2 separate regions of the Capra hircus genome follow, and region 2 is linked to region 1. A link is a contact called in public Hi-C data. All regions are on one chromosome and are shown on one strand. The core of a region is the stretch at or near the end of the contact, and the rest is flanking DNA. Distances in the headings are between cores, read along the strand shown. Region 1 overlaps PHB (prohibitin). Region 2 overlaps ZNF652 (zinc finger protein 652).

Region 1 (4,952 bases), core at 953-3,452:
GAAGGTTGAGTCTACCTTTCTTTCTCTCTTCTTTTCCTTGGCCTGGGATCCTCCAGGCTCAGAGTAGGTGGCTGGCCTCAGTTGCTGTTAATGTTATTGAGGACTTTGAAATAAGACAGCTCTCTATACAGCCAACAGAAATGTGTCCCTTTAGTAGTGAGCAGTGGGCATGATGAGGGCAAGGAGAATTGAGTGAATAGTGTTTGTTGAGCCCTTCTGAAGGGAGAGAGGGGTAAAATCCCAGAGCTCATTCAGGATCCAGAGAGGGTGCCTAACACAGAGCTTTTGAGGCTGTAACCCGCCATCACGCCCCAGGGTGTCATCTTGGTCTCTGCCTCCACCCTCGCAGGCTGAGCAGCAGAAGAAGGCAGCCATCATCTCCGCCGAGGGCGACTCCAAGGCGGCCGAGTTAATCGCCAACTCGCTCGCCACTGCAGGCGATGGCCTGATCGAGCTGCGCAAGCTGGAGGCCGCAGAAGACATCGCGTACCAGCTGTCGCGCTCGCGGAACATCACCTACCTGCCTGCCGGGCAGTCGGTGCTCCTCCAGCTGCCCCAGTGAGGCCTACACCTCCTGGGCCAGCTGGACCACAGCCCCGAAGTTGCTCAGCACCACCTTCCTTCTCCTGCCCCAGAAATCACTGTGAAACTTCATGATTGGCTTAAAGTGAAGGAAATAAAAGTAAAATCACTTCAGATCTCTTAATTACTCAATCAGATGGAGCTCTTTGATTCTTCTCATTTCCATCCCCTTTTTTTTAATTTACCTTCCTACCCCAAATTGCTAAGTGCCTACACAGACAGCTTGGTTCCGGTCTTTGGGGCCGGCTGGCACTCCTGCCCAGGCACTGAGAATTGGCAGAAGAAAGGCAGGGCCTTGTGTGTAATGAGCTGGGAGTCAGTGGGAGGCCTGAGTAAACTTGTAGCCTCCAACCAACCCTTCATTCAGGATTTGAGGAAGATGGCACACGCAGATGAATGGTGAACACAGGCCTCGGATTTCTCCAGTGGCTCCTGCACAGACCCAGCTGAAGAGAGGTGCTGGGGAGGGTCAGAGAGGAAGTGATCCATCTCTTACCATAAAGCTGATGCTCTTTAACTGCGGGACCAGCGGAAGCACGTGTGTACAAACGGCACGGATTGAAGAATCTGCCTCCGTGAAGGTGGGTGGGCCTGATTTGGTTTGCTCTCCCCCCGCCTCAGAGTTCTGGAATGGATTTGAATAGAGAGAGCAGGCCTGGACTGAGATGAGAGTCCTGTGGCCTTCCTCTCCACCTCCCACCTTCGTGTCTCAAATACCCGGCGGATTTCCAGCTTGAAGGATTGCATCCGGCCAGAGCTGTACAGGCCTGCCAAAGACGTGTGCATCCCGTGTTCCTGGCTCCCTGGTTCAGAGACTGCCCTTCTAGAGGGCTCTGTGCCTGTGCCTTGAAGGAAATGACCATGAGAAGAAGACAAATGTGTGTAAACTATCAATAAATGACACCCAGACCTTCCAGCTCAGTCTTGTGGGTTTGTTTCGTTTGTTTGTGGGAGCCATGGGCTCAGGACAGAACATGCCAATAGTCTCTGTGCACAATTGTATCACCAGAGAGGACAGACTCTCCAGCAGGGCAGGAAATGCTTTGGTTTCAGAAAACACTGGGTTGCCGTCCAGATCCATCCCCAGCCTGAAATTAATCAGTGGTGTCAAGTGAGGTTTATCATGCCATGGGTACTTAGGAGGTAAGGTTGGATGGAGGCTTGTTAACTTCCTTTGTTGTCTTTGAGTTGGGAGTTGTAGGCGCATTTACTGAGAGAGGGATTGACGTGAAACACACTGCCAAGCCCGCAGTGCGCTCTGGTTAGACTGACAGACAGTAGACGGCTTCGGTGCCTTGCCTGTCATGGGGTTGTATTGCTTATTCCGCTTTACTCTGCTGTGGAAAGGCCTTGGTCTTTGAAGGGCGGGGGGAGAGGGGACAGGATTGAGAAATGAGCTGTGCCGGTCACCCACCTCGGATCCTTTAAGGAACAGAACGGGAACAACAGTGCAGTCAGCACCCACGTTGACTGTGCTTTAACCTCTGCTCTTGGTTTAATCCCAGGCTCACCACCTGGCCAAGGAGAGCAGCCTCTTAAGAGGACTCGGCAGGCTGGTCTGTGACCTGGATTCTGCATTTCCTCTCCCAGAGTGATAGGGCCAGCTGTCAGCTGGGAAAGGGGACAGATGCACTGATTTGGGGTGGGCTGGGGCCTGACTTCTGCCGGCACTACACCCTGCTCCCCTTCCAGGGCCCCTCCGCGGGGATCACGTCCCTTCCCACCACTGTGAGCGTGCCGACAGGAGTGTGATGGGCTCGTGACCCTCAGCTGAACTTCCCACCAAAGCTTCATTCTGATGCTGAGCGAGCCTCGTTCAGCCCGTCACCTCACCACCTCCCTGGCATCAGTTATCTCAGAATAACTCTTACTACTTGTGTTTTTTGCTGTAAGAATAGCGAGGCCTGCAAGTGGGGAGGTGCCTGAACTCAAAATGCATGGAAGACTGGAGCAGAAAGAGCTTGACTGCTAAATAGGTTCCAGACCTGCTTCCACTCAGCGGCCTTCCTCCTTTCCTGCTGTTTATTGCTCCGGACACCCTGGCGGGTGTGGGGGGTGCGGGGGGGCTGCGGTGCAGGAGGCGCCTCTCTTCCCCAGGCCCTTTTTAAAAGAGCAGCTTGTTTCTTGCATTTGGCAGGAGATTGGATTTCCCACCCAGGTGTGTGAGGGGAGCCCTCCCCAGCCTCTGGGTTCTTTCTGCCTCCAGGTCAGCCCTTCAGCAGCAGGCAGGCCAGTTCCTGCTGATTTTGTCTGTAGCCTCCCTGCCATGAATGGTGCCAGTGGTAACCCGGGGCCTCATTCTGCCTTGACTTCCGCCAAGTAATTCTTTTCACAAATGTTCAAGGGCTGTTAACTGACTGCTTAGCCCCAGCGTCCCCTGAAGGCCTCCGGGTTTCTCCAGACACTGCCACAATGGGCTTTTATCAGCTCGGGATTCTCTTGGCCTTGGATCAGAAGCCGTGTCCTGTCCTGCCCAGGGAGGGGCCAAGCAGGAGTGTCTCCATCCCTGCCTCCTTTGGTCAGGCTGAATAGTTCCCTTGTTTGGGCCCTGAACTGGGGGAGCCGGGAAAGAAGACCCTCAAAGGTTGCTGCATTTTATACGCGTTCTGCTGGTGTGGACCGAAGTGGGAGGAGCTGTGCCGTTCCAGGTGGGTCAAATTGAAAGAGAGAGAGAGAGAATGGAATATTGTCCAAGCCTGGTGTAGCAGATGCTCTTCTAATGAGCCAGTGGTCCAGCCATCAGCAGGGAAGAGTGTTTAGGCCATCCCTGGACCTTTCCCATCTGCCAATACTGTGGGCAAAGCAGCCCATCCTGACTGAAAATAACCTGGGTGAGACAGTCACAGGAAGCTGTAAATGATGTCCCTGCCTTTCCTTGGCCTCCTGTTCATCCTGCACACTGTTCCAAGCTTCATTTTTCATTATTTTTATTGGAGTATAGTTGCTTTACAATGTTGTATTAGTTTCTGCTATATAGCAAAAGGAATCAGCTATATGTATACACATCCCAGGTGGCGCTAGTGGTAAAGAAACCTCCTGCAATGCAGGAGACATAATGAGACATGGCTTCAATCCCTGAGTTGGGAAGATCCCTGGAGGAGGGCCTGGCAACCCACTCCAGTATTCTTGCTCGGAGAATCCTATGGACAGAGGGACCTGGTGGGCTACAGTCCATAAGGTCACAAACAGTCGAACACGACTGAAGTGACTTAGCATGCATACGTGTGTATATATCCCCTCTTTTTTTGGATTTCCTTCCTGTTTAGGTTACCACAGAGCATTGAATAGAGTTCCCTGTTGTATACTGCAGGTTCTCATCAGTTTTCTATTGAGTATATGTCAACAAACTTCATTTTTCTAAGTAGATCTCTTCCCCTTTCTCCTGAAAAACCTTCAGCAGCTACTCCTCCCTTGATTGAAGTGAAGTGAAAGTCGCTCAGTTGTGTCCGACTCTTTGCGACCCACAGACTACACAGTCCATGGAATTCTCCAAGCCAGAATACTGAAATGGGTAGCCTTTCCCTTCTCCAGGGGATCTTCCCAACCCAGGGATCGATCCTAGGTCTCCCACATCGCAGGCGGATTCTTTACCAGCTAAGCCACGAGGGAAGCCCAAGAATACTGGAGTGGGTAGCCTATCCCTTCTCCAGGGGATCTTCCCAACCCAGGAATCGAACCGGGCTCTCCTGTAGTGCAGGCAGGTTCTTTTACCAGCAGAGCTACCAGGGAGGCCTCCCTTGGTTAATAAAGTACAAATACCTTGTTCTGGCATTCAAGGCCCTCGCTGCCTTTCTAGTCCAACATACTTGACTGCTTACTGTCGCATACCTACCTAGTGGCTCCCATGGGATGGGGAGTGCTGTTTGAAAATGCAAGTGGAGAGGGGCAGCTGCTACTAGCTTTAGGTGATGGCGAGTGGAGGTGGTGGGGACACTAGGAGGCCTACCTCGTATGGGACAGACTCACACGACAAAAGCTGTTCCAAATGTAATGCCAGTGAAACCCCCCTTTGAAAACACACACCAAAGTGAGTTCCTTGTTCCTGTCCGCATACCCCCCACTTTGGCTGCACCCCTCTGCTCACAGAGTCACTTCCTCCAGTCAGCCCTTCCCCCACATTTCACAAGTCCAGATGCCCCCCATCTGTTGTAGCCATGTGTTTGGGAAACAAACTCACTCAGAAGGACAAAGCAGATAGTGGAGTGCAGTTTATTACACCGGCGGGCTCAAGGCAGAGTCTCCTCTTAGCCAAGGACCCTGACCAGTTCTTGTGAAAACTTTATATACCCTAAGTGTATATGCCCAAACCCACCTCCCCAAATTCCCTGAAACTAGCCTGAACAAAGGAAAAGAAAGGTACAATCAAAGTT
Region 2 (5,005 bases), core at 768-3,267, 89 kb after region 1:
ATGACACTCTCCATTAGATAAGTATATCACAATTGATCAATTCCATTTAATATAGAATTTTAAGTTTTTAATTGGAGGAAATGGATTAAAAAGAAGGAAAGCAAATGGGTACAGAATTTATCTAGAAAGATGAATGTGAATCACAGTGAAGAGTGGCAGTGATTGAATAATACAAGGTAGGAAGATAAAAGAAATATTCTAGTCAGCAGATAGTACTGGTAACAGAGAAAACTGGTCTGTCCTGATGGTTCAGTTCAGTCTTCAGGAAGTGAGGGCAATTCTGGCTTCCATTGAAGGGGAGGGCACCAGGAAATTTCCATTTTCAAAGGCAGAGAGAAGTAAAGACTGCAATATGGATAAAGAGGTGTTTGCCAAAGGGTTAGAAGTCTCAAAGTGAAGGAAAACAGTAAGAAAATAATATGCCTTTGTGTGTGCAGGACTGCACAAAGCATTGAGGTATAAAGTGCTGTGGTTTTTGTGTCTGGAGCCATTCTGCAGAATTTCAAATCCTGCCTCTCCGCTAGCCATAGAGCCTTTAGCAAGTTTCTTAATTTCCTCATCAGTAAAATAGGGATAACAACATACCTCCCTCATAAGGCTGTCGGGATCACCAAAGGTTAATGAGATGTTAAGTGATTAAAACATAGTAAGTAATACTGCATATGAGAACAATATGCAGTATCTTTTATTTATATTGAACAGAATAAGGACATCTATTAGAAAGAAAGGGAGCAATGATTGAAGTGAGAGCAAACTCTTGTAGCAGGAGCTACAGTAAAGATAGAAGCTACATACACTGAGCATTGGTGAAGGAATTGATAAGTGCAAGCACATGGTCACTGAAGCACATGGTACTGCACACCATACCACAGCATTCTGGATGAAGTGATCACAGACACATGTTCAAACATCATTTTGTTTCTCCCCTATGACCCGGGGAGAGGAGCAGGCAAACAGCATAGAATAAGCAGTAAGTCCAAAGGAAAGCTTAAAAATTAATCCCTTAGAACCCAAACCCAAGTTCCTCCCTAGGTGCACTTAGAATTATGGGGTTTTGTTTCCTTTTTGGCTCCCTGTCCCAAAGGTTCTCCACCAAGAACAGTAGCCTGCCTTTCAATCCTCCCCACACCCATGGGCATTTGGAAATGGTATGGGGACATTTTTGATGGTCAGAATTTATTGGGGACATTTAGTAAACTGGATCCAGGACCACTGAGTGCTCTTCAGATGTGCAGACAGTCCCATGTGATGGAAAACTGCCTGCAGAGAAACACTGCATTGTGAAATCCATATTGTAGGGTGAGTTAGTCCAGTATTTCCCCAAATACCAAAAAGTAAGCCACATGCTAAGGATTAGGAACGAGTAGACATACAGAGACTTATTTACTCCACGGGACATTTTCAGCAAAGTCCTACGTTGTGTTGGAATGTCAGAAATTGCTTACGGATCAGCTGGCCTAGCTTAAAGGCAGAGATTCATCTGTGGGCTTGGTCCCCTTGAGCACAGGAAAGCCATCTGACCACTTCTTCCGGTAGGATGTGGAAGATCACTTTTGTAGATGCCTTTTTTTTTTTTAATCTTCTTTTACCCAAACCCCGATGGTAGGTTGTATATAAGTTTTAGTTGTGTCTGCTGTTTTTTGTGAAGTCCCAACTTTGGGGGACTTTTTTATGACTATCAGAATATAATATGCAGTAAGGGAGAGAAGTGATAACCTCCTTATCTAATATGAAGGGTAGCTGGAGCACATACTTACCGCCTAGTGTGTTAATCATGTCTTTGTGTCTGTGTTCATCTCAGGAGAGAAACCCTTTATCTGTGAAATCTGTGGCAAAAGCTTCACCAGCCGCCCCAACATGAAGAGGCACCGTAGGACTCACACAGGCGAGAAGCCCTACCCGTGTGACGTGTGCGGCCAGCGGTTCCGCTTCTCCAACATGCTTAAGGCCCACAAGGAGAAGTGCTTCCGGGTGACCAGCCCCGTGAACGTGCCGCCTGCTGTCCAGGTCCCACTCACAACCTCCCCAGCCACCCCAGTTCCTTCTGCGGTGAACAGCCCCACGACCCCCGCCCCGCCCGTCAGTATGAACCCTGTGGGCACTCTGCCCCCTCGGCCCATCCCCCACCCCTTCTCGCACCTTCACATCCACGCTCACCCTCACCACCCACACCACCTTCCCATCCCCCCCGTCCCTCACCTCCCCCCACCTCCAGCTCTCTTTAAGAGTGAGCCTTTAAATAACAGAGGCCAGGGTGAGGACACGTTTCTGCGGCACCTGGCAGAGAAGAGCAGTGCAGCACAGCATCACTAACATCCATCTCCTTAAGGGTGTTCTCCACGAGTCACGTGCCCCTGTGTGAGCTTGCAGAGAGGGGGTTGGTGAGCCTTTCTGTAGCTGTCAGACTCTCAGCCTCCACCGAGAGCTTTGTCATTGTCTTGGTGAATCAGCACATCCGAGGGAGTGAACAAGAAGACCTTGAGCTCACGGAGGGAACGGTCATCTAAACCAGGGAACCACCGAAGTAAAGCCCAATTTGCTTGCATTTTCTGGTGACTTTTATAAATTTCAAATACTCAGACTTGTGGAATTTTATAATTTCATATCAGCTGATGAGGTATGCTTGCTTTTATATCCTGGACTTCTCCTCAAAGAGGGGACAGGCCTGGTTTCCTTTGTACTAATCGGGAAGGCTGTGAGATTAATCCAGAGCATTAATTGTATCACTGTGTATCGTAACAAATTATTTTCAGCTTTTGGTGCTGGCTTCAGAGTTGAGCTAGCTGTGTTTCACAGTATATCAAGCATTATAGAGAAAGAAATTTTCTTCTTTGTGTAGCTCTCCTAATGCACTCTTTATTTTACTACAGAAATTATTTTAGAGTTTTTGTATAGACTTCTTTAGTAGTCTGTTTCTAAAATGAAATGTATTTCAATAAGCGGTGTAATTTTTTCAGTGTAGCTGGACCTATGTTGTAAAATAGAAAAAATTTTTATAATCATCAAAATGTGATTCTTAAAGATGCATATAACTTCTATAGTTCAAAGTTATTCTTACATCCGTACAACTCAAAGGTGCTTCAGAAAGTAGATGTATCTCAGAGGGTCTCCAGACCAAGTTACTGCAAAAAATGAGGTTTTGCTTTCAGAACTTGACCTAAGTCCTCGGTAGTTTTTTAAAATCTCTGCTTAACACTTGGGGGGTCTGTTAGGCTTATGGACATGCTCTGTCCTCCATGTTCCGTTTGGTTCAGTTAGTGTGTTAAATGGAATGATTTGCAGGGGGTTGAGCCTTTTCCAGGGAAGTCACCTGAAGCTGGCCTGTTTTGAAAATCTGAGTCAAGCTGTTCACCATCAAGAGGAGGAAGCTGGGGAGGCTGTTTCATCTCAGTCACGTCTCACTTCCCTCAGAACTGTGTTCAGGTTCAACCTTTGTGGGATGACAGATTGAAGTCTCCTGCTACACTGCTTATTTTGAGGTTGCTTTGTTTTTCTAGAATTGTGGAAAGATAAAATAGTACATTAAAATCAAAACATGATGTTGCTGATAGTGGCTGAGAAATTTGGATAAGAACACAAATGGGCTATGACTTTTAAAATGTCTCTTGTATCAGTGGATATAGTCACAACATCAGACTGTTCAACACAGTGAAAATTGCAGTGAGGGGAAGAAAGTGACATTTTACTGCCGTGTCCTCTGCAAGTAATTACCTGGTAGCAGTCTTCTTGGCGATAAGAAGAGCCAATCTCTAATTTGGGGCAGATTTGGAAGAGTTTGGGCAACTTCTAAAGAGCATGGTCAGTTGGGGGTTCATTATAGGAAAGGCTGAGCAGAAGGGCTAACAGATTATTTTTAACTGATCACATTCATCCAGACTCAGTATAGCTAAAAGTTTTGTAATTTTTCATGTCAGTGAACTGAGTTCCAGCACGAAGTCTACTTTCTCTCTCTCTCTCTCCCTTCCTCGGTTTTTTTAATCTTGAAATTTCTTCATTTTTCTTTCCTCGGGCTTTTAAATCTTTGCGTGACTCAGAACCCTGACTTTTATTTATTTTTATTTTTAATATTAAGTGTGCAGAAATATTTGCAGCACTTTTCTGGCTTATTAGCTCTGTGGTAGGAAAAACTGGAACTCTCCATTGAGGTTAAGTCCCTATTTTTAAAATGCTGCATTCTCTGCTAGCTTTCTGGTTTAATACTTCCAGATTTTTTTCTTTCTGATTATTGCCTTTGTCTTCTATAGCGAGCATAGGAAAATTTGGGAGTGAGGCAGAAAAGTATCTTCAGTATCATACTTTTCTCCCTATTTTTGGATGTAACTTCTAAAGAATGCTGTTTTAAATGTCTGTATACATTCTTTGAACACTCGAGTACCCAAACCAATATGAAAAGTTAATTTATTTATGACTGTTCTGTCTTTAGTGGCTGCCTCCCCTTACTTCCACAATTTCCTTGGCATTCCATGACAAGTTTGTGGGTATACACCTTTGTGTGGACATACCATTTTTTCATGTCCAAGCTTATAATATTAAAATGATTTTTAAGATGTAAATTGAGCTTAATTAATTGGTTATACCTTATTTTATTCTAAATAAATTTACAGTATTGGGCTGCAGTTCTGAATTCTAACTGGAGACTTACAGAATCAACCATTTTATGAGGTGTACTATAAATTACACACTGGAAAATCCAGGTAGTCCTATTTCTTTTTTCATTCAAGTGAATATAGCCATAAAATATCTGCTACGTAGGAAAACCAATACTAAGCAGAAAATCACTACCACCCTTAATAGAAGCAAAAAATAAGGATTATCTTTTTTTAAAAATCAGCATTGTCACACAATACAGTTCTTAGTGAAATATATTATGGAACAATCTGGAAGCTCAAATTTTTCCCCTAGTTAAGTATACCTTCCCTGATTTGGGGTTTGTGGTCTTCAGGAAAACTGCTCAGAATATATTGGCTGCTCACCAGTGTCAGATTACATATGCCTAATGAAATGC

What was found. A called contact is a pair of places that touch in the nucleus more often than the background predicts.
Region 2: a contact with region 1 is called in a Hi-C map of liver, with 4 times the contacts expected there. The contact joins two enhancer-like sites. A contact is called at or near these places in 3 of 5 Hi-C or Micro-C datasets (blood and liver).

Annotation. Positions count from the first base shown.
Region 1 is chr19:36,850,694-36,855,645 of ARS1.2, forward strand. PHB (prohibitin) reads left to right here. Exons shown (of 7, transcript XM_013972518.2): 7 at 350-1,503. The coding sequence ends at 562. Among named protein-coding and RNA genes, the nearest start is that of PHB, 12 kb to the left of the region's middle. Within about 2 kb of position 2,203, at least 2 of the 5 cell types and tissues checked have an H3K27ac peak or open chromatin away from gene starts, as enhancers often do.
Region 2 is chr19:36,939,849-36,944,853 of ARS1.2, forward strand. ZNF652 (zinc finger protein 652) reads left to right here. Exons shown (of 6, transcript XM_018064918.1): 6 at 1,802-5,005. The coding sequence ends at 2,313. Among named protein-coding and RNA genes, the nearest start is that of PHOSPHO1, 44 kb to the right of the region's middle. Within about 2 kb of position 2,018, at least 1 of the 5 cell types and tissues checked has an H3K27ac peak or open chromatin away from gene starts, as enhancers often do.